Regions from separate parts of the Mus musculus genome. Here regions 1 and 3 are each linked to region 2. The links are chromatin contacts, called in public HiCAR-type and HiChIP or PLAC-seq maps. All regions are on one chromosome and are shown on one strand. Each heading gives the region's core, a stretch centred on a gene start, on an enhancer-like site or on the middle of the called end of the contact. The rest is flanking DNA. Distances are from core to core; before and after follow the strand shown.

Region 1 (2,958 bases), core at 46-2,545, 1.2 Mb before region 2:
TGTTAACATTTTAGAAAAAAGGCTACAGCAGGTATTGGCGACACAGTAAGGAACTAGATCCATAAACAAGGGATGTTTCCTGAAGTAAGGAAGGTTGGGGTGTCAATGGGCCTTCTGGCAGCCACAGCGGGGAAATGGCAGGTGCCGTGGCCCAAGAAAATGTCCTTGGTGAATTACTCAATTTTAGCGCATTCTTTGACCATGGTACTATTTCCCGTCTGTTTAAAGATGCTTATCCCAAGAAAAAGACTTTTCCTTTTTAGTCTAAAGGGAAAAGTAAGGGAAGACATGACAGCGTGGTGACCACCTCCAAAGATCAGCATAGCATTAGATAGGAAGGTGGCAGAGTACCCTGTGCCTCTAAAGAAATATCTAAAATCAAGTGAGTGGAAGCAACGAAGGAGCAGGCCACCATGAGGAGAGAGAAGTTTCCCACAGTGAGAGCCTAGAAGATTGAGTGGCTTTCGCCGTTCCTGACACTGTTTTGGGATGGGGCAGGAAGAGGGTAGATACATGAAGGACTAATTCTCAAGTGTTGAAGAGTGTAAACTTTCATTTAGACACAGGTCCATCCAAATGCCCTTTAACTTCTGGGTATCTCCACCTCTTTGCCAACAGACATGGTATTTTTGACTCCCTACTCTTGCGACTCAAATGGAGGTTATTTGGTAAATGCTGTTTCAGGATGTCATTAATACTGTCTTATCACTGAGACAGACGTTCATTATTTTTTTATGTTATGTGTGTTAATGTTTGCTTGCATGTATTTCTGTGTATTGCACACACACTTGGAGTCTGCAGAAACCAGAACAGGCTATCAGATGTGGAATTACAGATGGTTATAAGCACCCATGCGGATGACAAGAACTAAACGCAAGTCCTCCACCAGAGCAGCAGATGCTTTTAACCGAGAAGACATTTCTCTAGTCCCATGGGACAAACATTCTCTTTCTATTTTTGAAGATTAGAAGATGCTTAATTATCTATATGTGTGGGTGAGTACATACACGTGATACAGGTATCAGGTTTCCCTGAAGCTGGAGTTATAGGCGGTTGTGAGCTGCCTGGTATGGGTGCTGGGAGCCAAACTCCAGTCCTTAGCAAGATTATTGAATGTTCTAAAGTATGGAAGTATGTCTCCAGCACCAGGACAAAGACTCCTAATTAAGCAAACAGACTGTAGCCTCCCCCAGCCTTGAGTAGGCTGGCTTTGACCTTGCTGCCACTGAGAATGAGACCACCTGGGTGGAGCCTTCTGACTTAGCTGGCTCTATTGTTCTGTCACCTGCTGCTGCTTTTCTCCAAGACACTGCTACCTGCTGAGAGGTCCAGAGATATTCCGGAGACAGTACCCAGCAGATCACCTACAGGCTGGCAACAGGCACCAAGAATAGATTGGTGGGGGGATGGGCCTCCCCACTTTATAAGCACAGACTCTTAGTAAACTTGGGGGCCTTGAACAGAAACGTGTCTTGGCCTCCATTATTTCTCTCATCATTCTCTCCCATACAGCTCCTGCCTCCCACTCAGGAACCCAGACTAAGCTCCTACCACCTATAAAGGAAGCAAGGAGGTCAGGGTGCAGCATCTCAGCATCTCACTGAACCTCCTTTCTCATTCGTTCTTGTCCTGGGACTGCCAGGGAACATACCACAACCAGAGGGATGCTTAAATCACTATTGCACAAAGCTTCCAGTAAGGCCTTGGGATCACCAAGGACTTCGTGTGTCCTCATAAGATGCTCCTTGAGCCCTTCATCCTTATAAAGCCAAGGCTTAAATGAGATCTAAAGTCCTCTTAACAATCAGTTGGAAAAAGACAGATCATCAGACTGGAAACAAAACAAGAAACTTCTCAAAGGAGGCTCTTTAAACAGCCCACAAGTATACAAAATGTGCATGAGCATTTCACTTCTGAAGAAATACACTAAAAATATAAGCTATTACTGAATAACTGTCATAAGACATAAAATTAAAAACACTATACCAAAGTTTGGTAGCGGTGTGGAGCAACTTAACCCTTAAGTGGCTAGCACAGATACTTATTCCACTTTGAAACACTGTCAAAGCAGTACGCCATTAGCCCATCAACCAGATATGACACTTCATGCATGAATACAACCGCACTTCTATGCATCCAAAGATCTATACGGGAATCTTCAAGCAGCATTACTCAACAACAAATTAAAACTAGACTGCAACCCAAATATTTGTTAAGACAGAAATATGTACCTAAGACTACGGCATGTCACAGGTGAAATACTTGATAGCAGTGCAAAGGAAACACAGGAGTATTCAATGATATGAGTGAGTCTGCAAAACCATGAGAAAGACGACAGAGGAAACCCTAAGTCCTGTTTCTGTGAAGTTCACGAACACAGAAACAAATCCACACTTTCAGAATTAAGGACAGTTACCACCATAAGGCAGCAACAGCTGCCAAGAGCCATACAGGATAAAACTCTGTACTGCCAGGAGGGTTTGACTGACAGGATGGGCTGTGATAAAACAGACTCACTACAAGAGCTCACTGCTGTCCTCTTTGTAAATTGTGTACCATCCTGCGTGTTATGAATGAAGAAAGTTTTTAGACTGAGCATCCAAGTATGGTTGTGTACACCTACAATCCCAGCACCCAAGAGGATAAGATAGTAGAATTTCTTTTGTTTGGTTGGTTTTTGTTATGTTTTGGGGTTTTTTGGGTTGGTTGCTTGTTTGTTTATTTTTGTTTTGTTTTGTTTTGATTTGATTGGTTGGATGGTTGGATGGTTTTTGGGAGTTTCTTTTGGGCGGGAAGTATTATTTAGAATGCCAATATTCCTCAAACTATTCCACAAAATAGAAATAGAAGGAACATTGCCAAACTCATTCTATGAGGCCACAGTCACCTTGATACCTAAACCACACAAAGACTCAACAAAGAGAGATAATGTCAAACCAATTTCCCTTATGAACATTG
Region 2 (2,966 bases), core at 191-2,690:
TTTACTCCCTCTGTTCCAGGAGGGCTGTGAAAGGCACAAAACTGCCGTAGTCTGCAGGTCACTGACCAGGGTCTGAGCAGGAAAACACCTAGGGAAAAACACCTAGGGGAAACTGTTTTTGGTTTTGTTTGTTTTTTTTTTTGTTGTTGTTGTTTTGTTTTGTTTTGTCTTTTTTCTAACTACTGCTCTATACTATAAATTTATGCTCTGTGATAAATGGAAGAAAATATATGCCATGCACTGGAGGGCAGGTGAGGGGCAAGCTGCTTCAGAGACATTTCACTGGCCATTAAGGGTTTGGAGTAATATTCTTTCTTCTCTCTCTGCCCCTGGTCTTGTCTAGTGTTTGTCAGGTTCAACTCCAGCTATGGCTTCCCAGTGGAGGTCGATTCTGACACCAGCATCTTGCAGCTCAAGGAAGTGGTTGCTAAGCGACAGGGGGTTCCAGCTGACCAGCTGCGTGTGATTTTTGCCGGGAAGGAGCTTCCGAATCACCTGACGGTTCAAGTGAGTCTCCCTGGGTGGGTGGTCCCTGGGATGTAGCCAGGGCCAAAGACCCTGCAGCTAATGCTGCCAATCTGACATTCACGCCTGAGATCTAATAGAATAAATAGTACCTGGGGATTCCTTGAACTTTACTCCGCACGGCTTCATTAATTCTGACCTTCTTAATTATGCATTAAAACAGTATGCAGGAAGGACTGGAGGAACAAGTGTGGGTGAGCCAAGACCGGGAGAGAGAAGCCAGGGGCGCGCGCGCTCAGTTTAGTGAATAAATGTTTACTGACTGAGGGAGCAGGAAGGCACAATTTCTGGGTCTGTTCAATTTTTACCTTCCTTATTCTATTTGAATCGTAATGAAGAAGGATTCAAATAAATCGTTCCCAAGAAGGCTGCTCAGGCCATGCCTAGTGAGGGATTTACAACCCAACTGTGACCCCTGGAGGACACTCATAGCTGCTGCCTGGACTACAGCAGACACTGGCCCAGGGCCCCCATTTGCAGAGGGCTCTGAGCCAAGGACAGGAAGCATCAAATTCACACAGCAAAAGTCCATCTTTGTATCTCGGGGGCGTAGACGGAGTTACCCCTGGCCGACGCCCCTGAAACAGAACTAACTAAACTGTGGGGATCTGCTTTCCTGCCTATTACTTCCTGGGTATCTGGCCCCTGCTGTGCTGTGGAAACCGCTTCTTTATGGCATCTTGTACATTTGGAGAGATGAGTTTTGTAGGCATCCAAGGAACTGGATAGCAATTGATGCACGGGCCCTTTGCCTAGAATGAGAGAACAGTGAGTGTTTTGGAGGGAAGTCCGGCAAATATGAACCACATTTACTCAAGTGATTAGAAGCAGGGAAAAGCGCGTCCCCTCCACTCTGTGTAGGGTGGTATTGCACCCTGGTTCACAGCAGGGTGGGGACCTGTGCTGTACTCGGAGCTTCTGACTGCCCAGGCCAGGCAGTGCGCTGACGTATTTGCTGCTTTGTGAAATGCTTTTGGAATGTGGGTATACAAAGAAACTATAGAAATGCAAATGATTCTGCTATCTCCCCCCCCCCCCCCGCCTGCCCCCTTTGGTGGCAGGAGGACTCACACCCATTGTGCACAAAGTGCTGTGCTTTGCTTTCAGGCAATTTGTTTCATAAGGGAAGTGCCTGTGCTAAGAAGTGTTTGGATTTTTTTTTTTTTTTAATTTCAGTCAACTAAAAAGCTTTTGCAGTTCCTGCCAACTTCTAAACCTAAGATTGTTTCCTTCACAAATAAATGGTTTTAAAACTGTTTCTTGAATCCAGATAGACTTTATTATGAGAGCCATTAGATTTTAAATCCCCTCACCTGTACAAAGGAGGGTACGTGTAGCAGTTGGCTGTTTTTTGTTCAGTAAGACTAACTGGCGTGAGGGACAGATAGATTTTATAACAGTTAATGTATTGGTTCAACTGTCTTACCTTGATTCGCACGTTTAGAATTCCCAGTGTTCAGAGCTTTTCAGTGGCTTGGTTAGAGGGAGTTCGTTCAGGGAGTCTGCTTCTTACCCGCTTAGGCCTCTGAACTAAAGCAACACTAGCTCAGACTGTCTGAGAGCACTACATATGCTAAAATCACTAACAAAGCCACGTGGTCCAGCCGAACGCATATAATATGCACAGGCTGTGTGTAATTATTACTGTATAACCCATTAAAGATGAGTATCGTGATGTTTCAAAAGTGAGGCTGTATATCTAATGGGAAGGCACCAGGAAAGAGCTCCCGAGTGGATCCAGATATGGATTCTTCAGATGAAAAGGAAACACACACCACGGGCTTGGGAGGCAAGCCAGGTGCTGTTCTTCCGGAAGCAGAAGCAATACTGAAGACAGGAAAAGATGGAGTTTCCTGGGGCATTTGACAAAATCTTGACAGACTTGGTCCTTCGATTTCATTCATAGACAGCAAAGGGGTGCCATAGAAAGCCATGGGAAGGGAGCTGAATGTCCAGGGGTGCTGAGAGTTTATGAAGAATGGATATGTAAGGAGATATTTAACAAACTGTTGGAACCTGGGTCTGGACCTAGGGTACAGATTTAATATTCACAGATATTTGCCCAGAGAGAAATATTTTTACAGCAACTGGAATAGATTCAATTGTGAAGGGGTGAGCACGAAGCAGTATGAGTATCTTCGTTTCCTGACAAGGGAGCAGACAACTTCAGGAAGTAGAGGCCACCCAACTGACACTTTTGAGGCTATCCTTAAAGCCTCTAAATTCTGAGAGTTAAAAAGTAAGTGAAGAGCCTTTCTGTTCTTAGGGGCTGAGGTAATCATTCAGTGACAAAGGTTGCCCTACAAACACAAGACCTGAGTTCAGATCCCCAGAGCCCTCTTTAAGTTTAACTTAGTCATACACAGTTGTTTGTAATTCAGTGCTCTTAAGGGGAGGTCAGAAGCCAGCAGGCCAGCGAGCCTAGCATACACAGCAAACAA
Region 3 (2,924 bases), core at 172-2,671, 1.2 Mb before region 2:
GTCCTGTTCCAGCCCCGACTTTTACACCACCAACCCATTTAGTTATGTGCACATCATGTGGGATAGAGACCAACCTGATTTTACCCTAGAGCAGCAGTCAGGGTTTTAGAGCCTTTTCTAGAATAGGATATCACTTTTCACTGAGTTTAAGCTCTGCTTTGTCAAGCTCCCACAATACACTGGGCTCTCCTGTCAGATTTCAATTCGCTTCTGACGACCTAGTCGCCTGTAGCCCAGAGCCATACTGATTGGATTTCAGTGGCTTTAGAGCATGTATCTGTGCTGTGTCTGGCTTGCACCTCTCAGCTCATTCCTTGTCATTCTTCAAAAATCATTCTTCCAAGAGTGGGAAAGCTTTTTTTTTCATTGGCTTTCAAAATTATGCTTGTGAATTTGGGGCGGGCAGCACTTTAATAACCTTTAACTTTATACAAAAATAATTTTTCTGTTTTGTGAAGATATTATTTCATTTCTTTAAGTGTCTGTTATCTTTCCTGACAACCCAGTTGGTCTTGTGATTAACTGAATTTATGGATATTTTATGTTAACTGCCTTTACTGTGTAACAGAATGGTTGCTTTGCTTATTTTAATTTCTAGCTAGTTACTACTAGCTACAGAAAGATATTGATTGGGACGTGTGTCACAGCTAATTACTTTACCAAATTTATTAAACGCAATAACTTTTTAAATTGGACTATTTTGAATCTTACAGATTTATACTCAAATCAACAGCCAAAAAGAATAATTTTGTCTCTTCTTTATCAGCCTTTTAATTATTATTTCCTTTTCTTATCCTCTGAAATATCAGATAATTGTGACAGTAATTACCTTTGTCTTGTTCATAATTTTAGTGGGAATGAATTTAGCCTTTTACCATTTACAATAATATCTTCTGGGTTTGCTGGTTTGTAATAATTGTCTCTTACAAATTTAAATTATTTCTTCCTAATTCTGATTTGCTTAAATGTGTTATTTTTAAGAACTCCTAAACTTTTATCAAATGTCCTTTTAAAATGTGTTAGCGTGGTGTATTTTCCTCTTTAAATAGGTTGGTATGGCGAATTTTTGTTGACACATTTCTAAAATTTGCTGCTTAAAAAAATATGTGATTTGAAGTCACGCAGTGGGATATTAGTTGTTGCTTTTAGGTCAGAATTTCTGTACTTGTTAGTGTAGCCAGGATGGTTCCTGGGTTTGCTTTCTGGCAGCCTGCATCATCTTCCACAGGAGAACTTCTGGGCTGCTTACCTCTGTGGCAGCCTCTTCTGGGGTCCTAATTCCCACCCACCACTGGGCAGTTAGTTAGTGGATGTGCCCTTTGCTCTCTAATTCCAAGTCTACCACCAAGCCTAACCGCTGTGGGCATCCGCAGCTCTGTGTTGGCATACAAACAAGGCCTCTTTGTGCTCAGATGATGTCATGGGTATGAACGTGACAAGAAAACAAGTGCCTCAGAATCCTACCATTGCAATGTTCTCAAGAGAAAGAGAACAGACCCAGATTCCTCACGGGGGCAAGGCCACTGCACGAAATGTGACTTTGAAGGCTTTGGAAAGAGCTGGGAACCAGGACAATGACACTGTGGGGTGAACATTTGTTTTGTAAAGGAAAAGGAATCCAAGCCCGGTCCTCAACAGCCAACGCCATGGGAACTCGAAGGGGTTTGTTCCCTCTCCACATCCTTCAGCACATCTACAGCCCCACTGCCCACCTGCTAGGAAGCAAGCTAAAATACACAGAATACCCAAGAAGGGCCTTTGGCTTGCCTCCCCAGCCTCCCCTCTGGTCGGCATTGGCCCTCGGGCTAGACTGCTTGGATAGCATTGCAGTGCAGTACGAGCATGCAAGCCTGACGTTTGAGAATGTACTTTCAACCTCTATGTCTGGAACCTGAAGGAAAACACTGCCCATCTTCCCAGCCGATGGGTTTCTGGACTGTGAGAGGCTCAGAAAGCTCGCACACTGGACTATGCTTGGTGAAGCCCCCATAGTAAACCGAAGACAGCATGGGACAGGCCAAGAGAGTTAGGTCTAGGTAAGGCCCACACCCCTCTGGCATTTCTAGAACTCGATGTGAGTATACTGCCAGCTGCTTTCCCCCCAGCAAGAGAATATGAGCGTTCATAATCTTCCGGACTTCAGCCCATACCTGAAGCACCTGGAACACAGGCGTCTGTGCAGCATCTTCTGAGCCCTGAGAAATAATATACGAAGCCGAGACCCTAGGAAGCCATGACTAGTCTCAAGTCAGACCCACAGAAATGGGCAGAGAACATTGAGGACAAATCCTGTGCAGGGATGCTGTCTAAAGCACTGGGGAGGTGTCCTGTGTGTTAGAAAGAACTCTGTGTTCGCTGAATTGCAAGTCATCTGACACAAATGGGCAGTGAAAGAGACCCCCTTCCTACACAAAGTACACAGACTCTTGCTGCTTAAACACATAAGTTATTTTGCTTTAGTAAATAGTATCTATTTTTTATTACTATAGCAATGCATGTTTGGGTGAATACAAATTAAATAATTTTTTGGAAAATAGTTGAAAATTCCTCATTATCCCACAGCTCATAGTACTGCCATGATCGCTCTGTGGGCACCTCTGGTTGGTGTTTCTCACTCCACATAAACTCAGCTATCTGTTCAGGAGCTAACATAACACATACACACACACATGTACATACATATATGCATACATACACACTATACATATGTACAGACACATGCACATATACACATGCACACAAAGGAACACACACAGACACACATATACATACATATACACACACATACATACACACATGAACCCACAAACACTCACAGAAACATGCACACACATACACACATGTACACACACACATGCACACCTGTGTGCACTCACACACATACTCACCACATTGTCTTCTTACTCCTTCAATCATAGTCCCAA

The links. HiCAR-type assays count read pairs that join an accessible place to other places. HiChIP or PLAC-seq counts read pairs in DNA pulled down with a chosen protein or histone mark.
Region 1: an H3K27ac HiChIP or PLAC-seq map of embryonic stem cells shows a contact between it and region 2, with 7 times the contacts expected there. The contact joins two enhancer-like sites. A contact is called at or near these places in 1 of 484 Hi-C or Micro-C datasets (embryonic stem cells) and 3 of 115 datasets of contacts at active chromatin or transcription factors (astrocytes and embryonic stem cells).
Region 3: a contact with region 2 is called in a HiCAR-type map of astrocytes, with 2.8 times the contacts expected there. The contact joins two enhancer-like sites. A contact is called at or near these places in 1 of 39 promoter capture datasets (frontonasal cranial neural crest), 1 of 115 datasets of contacts at active chromatin or transcription factors (astrocytes) and 2 of 9 other capture datasets (embryonic stem cells and embryonic tail).

Annotation. Positions count from the first base shown.
Region 1 is chr17:9,915,961-9,918,918 of GRCm38.p6, forward strand. It overlaps a transcript of Gm34799 not described here. Among named protein-coding and RNA genes, the nearest start is that of Gm34799, 11 kb to the left of the region's middle. Within about 2 kb of position 1,296, at least 5 of the 459 cell types and tissues checked have an H3K27ac peak or open chromatin away from gene starts, as enhancers often do. A contact at or near this core is called in embryonic stem cells, where this site is marked.
Region 2 is chr17:11,066,786-11,069,751 of GRCm38.p6, forward strand. It overlaps Prkn (parkin RBR E3 ubiquitin protein ligase), which reads left to right. Exons shown (of 12, transcript NM_016694.4): 2 at 344-507. Among named protein-coding and RNA genes, the nearest start is that of Gm41526, 66 kb to the right of the region's middle. Within about 2 kb of position 1,441, at least 82 of the 459 cell types and tissues checked have an H3K27ac peak or open chromatin away from gene starts, as enhancers often do. A contact at or near this core is called in astrocytes and embryonic stem cells, where this site is marked.
Region 3 is chr17:9,878,325-9,881,248 of GRCm38.p6, forward strand. All of the region lies in intron 1 of Gm34799 (a long non-coding RNA gene), which reads right to left. Among named protein-coding and RNA genes, the nearest start is that of Gm34799, 27 kb to the right of the region's middle. Within about 2 kb of position 1,422, at least 52 of the 459 cell types and tissues checked have an H3K27ac peak or open chromatin away from gene starts, as enhancers often do. A contact at or near this core is called in astrocytes, where this site is marked.